2 separate regions of the Mus musculus genome follow, and region 2 is linked to region 1. Evidence: chromatin contacts called from public HiChIP or PLAC-seq data. All regions are on one chromosome and are shown on one strand. The core of a region is the stretch at or near the end of the contact, and the rest is flanking DNA. Distances in the headings are between cores, read along the strand shown.

The links. HiChIP or PLAC-seq counts read pairs in DNA pulled down with a chosen protein or histone mark.
Region 2: a contact with region 1 is called in an H3K4me3 HiChIP or PLAC-seq map of bone marrow-derived macrophages, with 2.1 times the contacts expected there. The contact joins the promoter of Rgs14 here to the enhancer-like site in region 1. A contact is called at or near these places in 3 of 39 promoter capture datasets (embryonic stem cells, macrophages and stem cell-derived epiblast-like cells), 1 of 484 Hi-C or Micro-C datasets (uterus), 5 of 115 datasets of contacts at active chromatin or transcription factors (bone marrow-derived macrophages and embryonic stem cells) and 3 of 9 other capture datasets (adipose tissue, liver and pancreatic islet).

What each region holds. Positions count from the first base shown.
Region 1 is chr13:55,180,001-55,185,478 of GRCm38.p6, reverse strand. No RefSeq gene overlaps it. Among named protein-coding and RNA genes, the nearest start is that of Nsd1, 27 kb to the left of the region's middle. Within about 2 kb of position 3,223, at least 309 of the 459 cell types and tissues checked have an H3K27ac peak or open chromatin away from gene starts, as enhancers often do. A contact at or near this core is called in adipose tissue, bone marrow-derived macrophages, embryonic stem cells and 5 more, where this site is marked.
Region 2 is chr13:55,367,741-55,373,422 of GRCm38.p6, reverse strand. Rgs14 (regulator of G-protein signaling 14) reads right to left here and starts at 3,691. Exons shown (of 15, transcript NM_016758.3): 1 at 3,487-3,691. The coding sequence starts at 3,531.

The sequences.
Region 1 (5,478 bases), core at 1,974-4,473:
ATCTCGCAACAAAACACGAGGTGGGACTCGAACCCACGATCCCGTGACAAAACACGAGGTGGGACTCGAACCCACGATCCCGTGACAAAACACGAGGTGGGACTCGAACCCACGATCTCGCAACTGGGCACGAGGTGGGACTCTAACCCACGATCTCGCAACCCCAAATGGTCTCTTGGCCTTCAAAGGGGTCCACCAGGCGTCCCTGATCCTCCCCTGTTCCTCCTGGGACGTCTCCCAGGGCGAACGGACGGTGGACACCTGGACACGTCTATCCTTATCCACCCCGCACTCCCTCTCGGAGCGCGGTCTCACTGAGCGTCCGCAAAACTGAAACTGCGATCGCACCAAACTTAGAAACAGAACACAGACATCAGAACACAGACATCAGACCAAAGCAGAACAAAGAATCTTACCTCTAAGTGGGTCTAGGACCTCTGGGTGGTCGCGCTGTTTCCCGGCCAACGCACCAAATGAAAGACCCTCGAGGGAAGACCCTCACTCAGACACTCAAGTCCCGGGACAGCCGCGTACCCAAGAAGACACTGAGACCATACATAAAATGTAGAAGGCAAGATTTAATAAGGCAGCAACATGAAAGCACACAGACCAGCGCTCTGGGGTCGAAATAAAGCAGCAACATGGAAGCACACAGAGCTCTGGGGTCGAAACTCATACACCTTAGCACAGGGTAGAGGAGTCTCGACGGTCAGCCAGAATTTTTCACAGGCTTATATAGTAAAACTCAAAGGGGGAGAACTGGGCAGGGAAAGTACAAGTTTACATCACTAGGGAGTTCTGCCAAAGGACAAGGGGTTCTGTCAGAGGAATCTACGTAACTAAGGAGTCATGTCCTATCAAGGAATCTACGTAACTAAGGAGTCATGTCCTATCATTTGGCAATGTACCCGGTTCATTTTGAGGTTGTTCCAGGAGGCCTTTATCTCAAAAATGTTTTTCAGATGGGAGGGGGTGGGCTCCGAGGTAAAAAGTTCATGTTTTCACAAGAGGCCAGTAATTTTCTATTCTTCACCTGAAGACAACTACAGGGCTGTATAGTGATTATAGTGAGACAGTCCTGTCTCATAAGGACTGCATGCTTGGGCTGAATTTGCACCCTGTTGCACAATCCTCGCTTAACATGCACAAGGTTCTGGGTTGGTCCCAGCAGCCAAATGTAATATGTAAATAAGTAAATAAAAGTGGCATAATGTTTAGCTGAAAGTGTTTAGTGAGTGCTCTCTGAATATCTGTTTTTTGAAGTTAGAAGAGCCCCAGAATTCAGACTGTAGAGCAAGGGGATCAAAGGACCCCTTCACGGGGGTCACATATCAGATATTTACATTATGATTCATAACAGTAGCAAAATTACAGTTATGAAGTAGCAATGGAAATAATTTTATGGTTGGGGTCACCATACCATAAATGAACTGTATTAAAGGGTTGCATGCAGCATTTGGAAGGTTGAGAACCTCTGTTCTAAAGCCTAATATATATGTATATGTGTGTGTGTGTGTGTGTGTGTATATATACATATACATATATATATCATACATAGATACATAGAATATATAAATATGTATACACACATATATACACACATATGCATATACATATGTGTATACACACACATATATGTGTATGTATACACATATATAAACACACACATAACTGTATATATGAGGGAAAGCAAAGGCTTCACCCCTCAGACCAGCCTTTCTACAACAGAGGTACAGACAGTCTCTCCCCCAACCTCTTGTGCAAGCATGTCTCTCCCCACGAAGAACTCTGCTCTGCCAGCTCAGCTGAAGCAGCTTAGCCTCCAGATGCTGGCAGACAGAGGCTGGAGCTGGACTGTGAGCCTAGGATCAGAAGCTGCTGCAGCCTGATTGGGAGCAACCCTGACCAGGTTCACATTCTGGCTGGGTAATCTTGGGCAGGCTGTCTGACTTGTCAGTTGGGAATTTGAATGGACTGTCCGTCACTGGGATGTGGTAAGAATTCTCAGTAGATCTCTGAGTCACCTAAAGATACTACTATGAGCCGGGCGTGGTAGTGCACGCCTTTAATCCCAGCACTCGGGAGGCAGAGGCAGGCAGATTTCTGAGTTCGAGGCCAGCCTGGTCTACAGAGTGAGTTCCAGGAGACAGCCAGGGCTACACAGAGAAACCCTGTCTCGAAAAACGAAAAAAAAAAAAAAAAGACACTAAAACAAACCATTTATTTAATTCTTTTAGGGGAGTGTGCACCAGTGTAGGTCAGAGGGCAGCTTTCAGGAGTCTGATCTGTCCCTCCAATGTGTGGGTTCCAGTGACTCAACTCAGATCATCAGATTTGGCGGTGAGCATCTTTACCTGATAAGCCAGCCCTCCTTTAGCTCCTGCTTATTAATTATTATTATTATTTTATGTGCATTGGTATGTCCGGGTAAGGGTATCAAATCTTTTTTTTTTTAATTTCTTTTCTTTTTTTTTTGGGGGGGGGTATCAAATCTTGGAGTTACAGACAATTGTGAGCTGCCATGTGGGTGCTGGGAATTGAACCCAGGTCCTCTGGAAGAGCACTCATTGCTTTTAGTCACTGTCTCCAGCCCCACTTAGTTTTTCTATTTTTGCTGACTCAGAGGAGCAGGGCCTCCCTGATGCACTGTCACCCCCATGTGACTAAGCACGGGAATTACATAGAGGAGTTCTCAGGGAGGGAAGGAGCCCTGGACTCCTTCACTGCAAGCCTGGGCTTCCTGGCCCTCGTCACTTCTCTGTCTGGCGTCTCCCGGGCTCCCAAACCCTGAGCTGTCAACGTCTGAGAAGAGAGTAGCTTGCTTCTGGGCTCAGGGCATTTGTTGTGCCTTTTAGGACTCTAGAATGTAGTGGCTCCTTCGTACGCTTTCAAGGCCCCTTATAAAAACTAGGTTTGGCTCGGCCTTAGCGCCATCTTCTTTGAAACTCCTGCGCCACGAGAGGGAAGTGGCGGAAGAAGAGAATGCGAATGAATGCGCAGGCTGAGGCGCAAGAGAAGAGAAGAAAGAAGAGGCAGAGGTCCAAGTAAATTAGCTTGTGCACCCACGAAGCCTGCAGGAGCAGAGAGGTAAGGGATGCCGAAGGCCAGGACACCGGAACAAGTTGTTGATCTGTATGCTGCTGTCGGTAGTAAGTCTCAGTGGACCTGGAACGTGATCTGGCCGAGATCACCTGGGAAAATGACTGCCTTTCTTATAACCCAAACAGTCCGGCTGGCTCTCTGCCCTGGACCTTTGGCATTCTGGACTAGGTCTGTTCTCACTTGTGGCCAAGTGTAACTCGTGTACAATAGATACTCTTGCTGTCAGCTGAAGAATCATAAATAAATAAATAAATAAATAAATAAATAAATAAATAAGAAAGGAAAAACAAAACAAAACAAAAAAACTAGGTCTGGAGGTGCAAGCCTGTAAGCTTGGTGGTGGAAAGTGAAGAGACTCCGAAGTTCAAGGTCAGCTAGGTGTGGGGGTGCACACTTTCTGGCATTTGGGAGGCGGGGTCAGGCCTATCTCTGTGGTTTGAGGCCAGGGGGGACTACATAGTAGGACTAACTCAAATAGAAGTTCCAGGTTATTCTTGGTTACATTGTGACTTTAGGGGCAACCTGGGCTATAAGAGAGTCTATCTTAAAAACAAATTGACTGGGCTGGTGAGATGGCTCAGTGGGTAAGAGCACCCGACTGCTCTTCCGAAGGTCCTGAGTTCAAATCCCAGCAACCACATGGTGGCTCACAACCATCCCTAACGAGATCTGACTCCCTCTTCTGGTGTGTCTGAAGACAGCTACAGTATACTTACATATAATAATAAATAAATCTTAAAAAAAAAAAACAAATTGACAAGAGTCACCACTTTTAATCCCAGCATTCAGGGAGGACAGAGGCTGGAGGATCTCAGTGAGTTTCAGGACAGCCTGGTTTACAAAGAGAGTTACAGGACAGCCAGGGCTCAGGAAAAAGAAAAAAAAAAAAGCAAAACAAACAGAACAAAACAAAACAAAACAAACAAACAAACAAACACCCTGGCAAATGGGAAAGGAAACGCTGCTTGCATTGGGCGCCTTTGACTGGACTTAGGTGACTTGGCAAAGCCTCGGCTTCCTCCTTCCTTATCCGAGCTCTCCCGAGCAAGTGCAGCTACTGCAACAGCGTTCCTATGCTGCTGACGCCAGTGCCGTCCTGGGCGGGATGGGTACCCGTTCCATCCACCTTACAGATACTACTAGGCAGGTTATTATGATGATCATGTTAATCCTCTTTGTCAACTGTTGTATGACAAAGCTTTTCCTGGGGAGATGTCTTAGTTAGGGTTTTGCTGCGGTGAACAGACACCATGACCAAGGCAACTCTTTTTTTTTTTTTTTTTTTTTTTTTTTTTTGGTTTTTCGAGACAGGGTTTCTCTGTAGCCCTGGCTGTCCCAGCACTCGGAAGGCAGAGACAGGCGAATTTCTGAGTTCGAGGCCAGCCTGGCAGCCTGGTCTACAAAGTGAGTTCCAGGACAGCCAGGGCTATACAGAGAAACCCTGTCTCGAAAAAACCAAACCAAACCAAACCAAACCAAACCAAACCAAACCAAACCAAACCAAGGAAACATGATCTCGCCTGCATAGTGGAATGTTTCAATCCTAGAGGAAACTTTCACAACATCAACTTGACTCCATGGAAATGCATCTATAGGCCTGTCTACAGAGCTGTTCCTAGAAAGATGGAGAGTGAGAAACACCAGAGTTCATCTTCTGATGCTTTCTGGTTGTGGGTGCCACATGACCACTCTCCTGCCGCCATGCTGTCTCGGACTGTACCCTCCCACCATGAGCCTGAACAAACCATTCCTTCCCTACTTGCTTGCTTCTGTCACAGCAGTGAGAAACTGGTATGCCCCCATCTTGCAGGAGAGAATGCTGAGTCACACAGGGTGACAGAGCCCTGCCTATAACTGGTAGGCCTGGGTATAACTGGCTGTTCTTATAACTGGGATGGTGGGAGGGCACAGAGACCTTGGCTCAAAGCTCACCTCTTCCTCTGGTAGCTAGCTCCCCAACTTTGCATCTAAGCTTCCTCCTCCGTGAAGTAGGTTGGCAGGTCTCACAGCTCAGCTTCCTACCAGAAGCTGGGAAGTTGGATGTTGGAGGGGTAGGCCTGAAATGTATCCAGAGCTGGCATAACACACACAAGTAAGAAGAGTTCCCCTGGGCTGAAGAGTACCGACTGCTCTTCCAGAGGTCCTGAGTTCAATTCCCAGCAACCACGTGGTGGCTCACAATCATCTGTAATGGGATCTGATGCCCTCTTCTGATGAGTCTGAAGAGAGCAATGATGTGCTCATATTCATAAAATAAATAAATAAAGGAGAAGAGGAAGAAGAGGAGGAGGAGGAGGAGGAGGAGGAAGTTCTCCCTAAGGAGGTCAGTCAGAGGCCTGATCCTTGTCTTGGCTCCAGAAAAGCTAAAGCCAGAGA
Region 2 (5,682 bases), core at 2,442-4,941, 190 kb before region 1:
GAGCCACAGCTATGACTTACACAGGCTACAAGACAAGGAGAAGTAAGGTTCAGTGGTGACCCTGATTCTCACCTCTGCTCGAGGAGCCCTGCTGAGTGAATGAAGGAAAAGGGGAAGAAAGGATGAGGAAGGGTGTGGTGGCCGGTGACAGTCCTAACCCATAGTGGTCTCTGGCTTTAGTTTGTCACGCTTCATTCTTAGGAAGTGGCTCCAAGGGGACTTCTGGTACCTGAGGACACTGGGGAGGCCACCTCGAGTTTCCTGATCCAGCTGTGTTACAGGCCACATGTATTCTACCTTTTTACTCCACCTTCAACATCTCTGTCTCCTGCAGCAGATATTAATGACCCTGCTTTACAGGCAAGGAACCTGAAGCCCAGACAAGTTATAGAGTTGAATTGGGGCAGAGATAATATTAGATGCCAAGCTTGCCTGTCAGTGATGAAATCTGAAGACTTCACCACGTTTCTCTATGCTGCTTCCATACACGTATTTGATACAGGGTCTCCCTCTGTATCCTTGGCTGGCCTGGCACCCCCTCTGTAGCCCTGGCTGGCCTCTAATCTCCAGTGGATCCACCTGCCTCTGCCTTCAGAGCATCGGTATTACGGGCACATGTCACCACACCCAGCCTTGTCACTTCCCTTATAGACAGGAGAGCTTGGAGGTCCAGGGCTTGTAGCCCTTGGGCACAAATGGGTGAAGTCAATGGAGGTGAGGCCCAGGAATGCCCTAGAGGATTCAGATCTCAAGGAGAGAGCAATCAGCTATCAGGCTATCTCTCTCCCTTATCTCGACTCTTCCTCAAACCAAAACTTTATTCCAGATTTTTCACCCACTTCCTGGGTGCCTTCCCAGAGGTGAGCATGTGACCTGTGGTCTTGTTTCACTCTGTGGATGTCTATAACTATACAACCCTAGGTACCGGATCACTTCAGCCTGAGCCAGCTCTGTAGAGCTTTCTCCACCACATGCCCTTCTACAATGTACCCCCCGCACTGCCATCCCTGACCCTGAGTTGGACACCAGGAGCGTACAGGCACATGGATCTACTCAGGTCTCTTTGCCAGAGTGTGTCAGAGGACCAACTCTGAGTGTCCAGAAAGAGAACTATGACTAACCCAAAGTTAAACTCACAGACTCCCTTGGGGCATAGCCCTCCACCACCTCTGTACGTTTTCCTATGTGCAAGTATCCCCCCAGACCACTGCCCCTGTAGCTTGTATGTGTTTTAAAGACCATCTTCTACAGTGTTAGATGTTAATGGAGAAGATGGTTTTCCTTATGAGGCTCTTCTCAGCCTTTCCCCACTCCTGACCTACAGCTCTTCCAAACCAGAAGTGTGTTTCAGTACTCTTCACTCATGTCTGTCATGCCTCGCTGACTAGTGCTAACTGGGGACTGGGACCTGGGTCTTAAGGGCTCAGGGTGGGACGACCCAGAGGAGCCCCTGAGTGAATGCACAAGCCAAGTGACAGCTGGTACCAAGAGACGATTTCTCTGGGAGGGGTTAGGAGCCTCTCTAAGTGACAGCTGACTGCCAGAAGGATGAGGCTCATGATTGACAGCGCCTCAGCAAGGAATGGTGGGGGATGGAAAGGAACCAAAGCAGGACAGTGCTGGGGGGGGGGGGACTCAGCGGGTGTGTGCAAATGGTGACCCTTCTGCTCTACAGCATATTGGTTTTGCTCCTCCAAGCCTCCCCCGTGAGATAACAGCCGGACACCTTGCCCACAGGCCCCTCTTCGTTCACATCTACACCATCGTTGCCAATGCCTGTCTTCCCATCTCTGCCCCAGCCAAGTATGGCCTCACAAAGCTGCCCATTGTCCAGCAAGTGGACATCTGTGAACCATGAGGTTTCAGGGGTCATACAGAGGATTCAAAACGGATCCAAACAGGACAGAAATAAACATATGGGACAATTGCCGAGAGGATCTAGGGCAGCTGTGGGCTTGGCAGGACTCAGCTTGTACTGTCCTCTTTATTCTGAATGACTTGGATAGAGAAGCCACCAGCTGACACAGGAAGGACAAGCTGGGTCTATCTCCAGCCCTCTCAGCTGGTGTGTGGTTCTGGGTTCTGTCCCAGAAGCATCAATCCAGCTATTCTTTGCGGGGAGGGCCTGGGCTATTTCTCCTTGGCCCTGTGGCCAAGTCACCTAGAGAGGAGCAAGCCAAGTGCCATGCCCACCCAGCGTGGGTGCAGGGGGATGGGCTCTCCACAGACTTTCTAAGTTGGGTTGGTGGTAGAGGAAGTAGGGTGGGGGCTGAGCCAACTTTTGGAATTGGTCTCCCTTCCACCCAAACAGCATGGGGCGTCAGCAAAGGGCTTCCCGACAAAACATGAGAACTAACCTTGGGAACTGGAAGGCAGAGGTGGGAACTGTTTAATGAGATAGAAGATTCTTAAAGAGGGGATGAAAGTACAGGGGTTATCAGGATAACCCTTCCGTAGCCTTTACAATGCTCAAGTGTCTCATATTCATTATGGCACTCAGCAAACAGGACATTGATCAGTTTCTATTTCATTTTACTGATGACGAAACAGGACAGGATCTTTCTTGGGAAAAGACAGCAGAGCTAGAACTGGATCCCAGGTCTCTCTCTCTGGATCCCAGGTTATTCTGGACCCACTGGCTTTATCCCATGGTTCTAGGCTGGGGCCTTAAGATAGAGGTTACCAGGACACTGTTTGGTCCCCCTGGAGTGATCCTGCTAGGTGAGCCAGGTCCCTAAGGAGAAAAGGGAGGCTCAACACAGCCTGTCCTATTTGGTGAATGAAAGAAGAGCCAGAAACTTGGAGACAACTCTAGTCAGGAGTTAAACAGCCTGGAGAAGGTCTAATGGGTTAGGGCTGCAACCAGGGCATCCTATACTAAGTTGCACGCACACACACACACACACACACACACACACATACACACACACACACCCTTCCTGGAAGCTAGGAATAGACCAGACAGAGCTGATCTTCCTGTCCTGCCCTTACTGACCCGTCCTGGGCTGCCCAAAGAACACTAGTTCTGGCAGGCTGCCTCTGGAGCAGGTTGATGCAGTGATCCAGCAAGGGCTGCTCTTAAAACCTTATCTTGGGCACTTAGAGCGTGAGATGAAGAGAGGAGGGCTGAGGGCCTGAGACATAGGGCTTGAGAAGTTTTAGAAGTGACCACTGGATCTCCAGGCTACTCTGTAATCAACTTCAGTAATCCCAGTAGCGGATGAGGGAGCAGCGAGTCCAACCTGCATGTGGAACCAGAGACCTAAGTCTGCTGTGTTCTGGACTAATCCCTGGGGTTGCACCAGACTCCTAGCAGGGCATCTGGAAGGGTCCTAGGGTGACAGCACCAGGTCCCAATGCCAGCAGCTGTCTGTACCCAACTTCTCCAGCCTGCTCCTCTGCAACCCTGCTGGGTGTGCCTCCTGGACTCCACCCTGGGTGTGCCCACCCCCCTCCCTGTGGCTCTGGCTCAGAGCCCACACTCACCATGCGCCCGTTGGGGACACCCAAGTGCTTGGGCTTCCCTGGCATACCGCCGTTGATCACAGGTCCCCTCCACGGGGGGCCACCCACCACAAGGATCGCGGAAGCACTCTCTTGGGGTGGCAAGCAGGCAGTGGAGAGAGAGAGCTCTGCTCCTCCGGGCCCTTACATCCTGAAACACCAGCTCACTACCTCTTTTCTCTGCCACAGGAAGTGTCTCTATAGAAACCAAACCACAGAAAGAAGCAAGGTCTAAGAGAGCGAATGTCTCTTCCTACTCTCATACACACACACACACACACACACACACACACACACACACACGTTCATGCACACACACATGCCGCCAACGCACCCTCGGTTGCACACCATGCAAGCACCAACAGCCAGCAGGAGCCTCCTTTTGCCCAGCGAGGTACCTGGAGTGTTCAATCTGAAGGCTCCAAGGATGTGTCAGCATGCTGAAGTGCATGCTCATACAACTAGACACTTGTGGAGCAGACAGTCTGGGGGGGGGTTCCATGGACATGGGGCATGTGTTCCGAGTCCTAGGCATCCACAAAAGTGCATTGTTCACTACTCATTTACCTTCTATGTCCCAGGCTTATGCATGCTTAGCAACCCTAGCTCAGGCAGTTTGCATGCGGAGACTGCTGCCCCTAGGCTGTCATCTGATAGCCAGGTGAGCAAAGAGGTAATCACATCACCTGTGTGACCATGCATGTGGGCATGCTGTGTCACGAGGGCACCTGAATCTTCAGGCATACACACTCGAATCTGGGCAGGGTAGCACATGTATGTAATGCCAGCCCTTGTGAGGCAGAGGCAGGAATAACAGTTTGAGGTCAGACTTAGTTACAGGAAACTCAATCTGGATCTATACTATGTCTGTATCTATATCTAAATGTAAACAAAATAAGATAGATAGTGTATAGTGCCTTGGATGGGTGCATATGATAGGCATGCCTATGTATAGTCAGACACCCCAGGGGCTGGGTATGCACACATGCACTGAAGGGTAGGAGAATGGATTGGGTATATCCATACCAAAGAGGTAAAGTAAGCCATACTCAGTAGAAAGCCCACCTCTGTGCAGAACTGTCTTAGCTCAGACTCCAAAAAGCAGGTGGAGCTCTTTGAGTGCAAGGCCAGCCTCATTTACATATCAGCCAGGACTACATAACGATACCTGGTCAACAAACAAACAAACAAAGGAAAACAAACCGGGCTGTAGAGATGGCTCAGTGGTTAAGAGCACTGGCTACTCTTCCAGAGTTCCATTCCTGGTCACCACATGGTAGTTCACAACTGCTCCTGACTTCAGTTCCAGAGGACCAGATGCCCTCTTCTGGCCTCTGAGGGTACCAGGTATGCAGATGGTATACAGACACCCAGGCAGGCAAAACGGTCATACACATAAAAATAGTTTTTAAATTATTAAGAAAAAAAAATGCCATGTGCTGGGTGGCCGGGACAACAGACGCTCAGTTCTCACCATTCCGGAGGTGGCACGTCCAGGCTCAAGCCCTGACACACTTGTGCTCTGACGAGTCATGGCTTGCAGACGGCCATCTTTTTGCTGTGCCCACGTGTCAGAAAGCAGAGAGATAGGGAGCATACTGTCTCCTGTCCTGTTTTATAAAGGACACTTGTCTCATCATATCCGGTCCCTCTCCTGCGTGATATACTTTCCGACCAAAGGCTCCACCTCCAACATTTCTGAATATTAATAAAATGAGTGGTTAGCCTTTCAATATGTGTAAAGGGAAGCATTCTTTGAAAAAGTTTGTTCCTGGGCTGGAGAGATGGCTAAGTGGTTAAGAGCACTGACTGCTCTTCCAGAGGTCCTGAGTTCAATTTCTAGCAACCACATGGTGGCTCACAACCATCAGTAATGGTGTCTGATGCCCTCTTCTGGTGTGTCTGAAGACAACAATGGTGATGCACTCATATGCATAAAATAAGTAAATCTGAAAGAAAGAAAGAAAGAAAGAAAGAAAGAAAGAAAGAAAGAAAGAAAGAAAGAAAGAGAGGGGGGGGAGAAGGAAAGAGCGAACGAACAAAAGAAAGAGTTTGTTCCCTAATTAGCTTACTGTATGTAGGCACATGATCATGCTGTGGCCCAGAGGCCAGAGGATAACTTTTAGGACTTGGTTCTCTCCTCTCACTACCTGGGTCCCAGGGATAAAATGCAGAGAC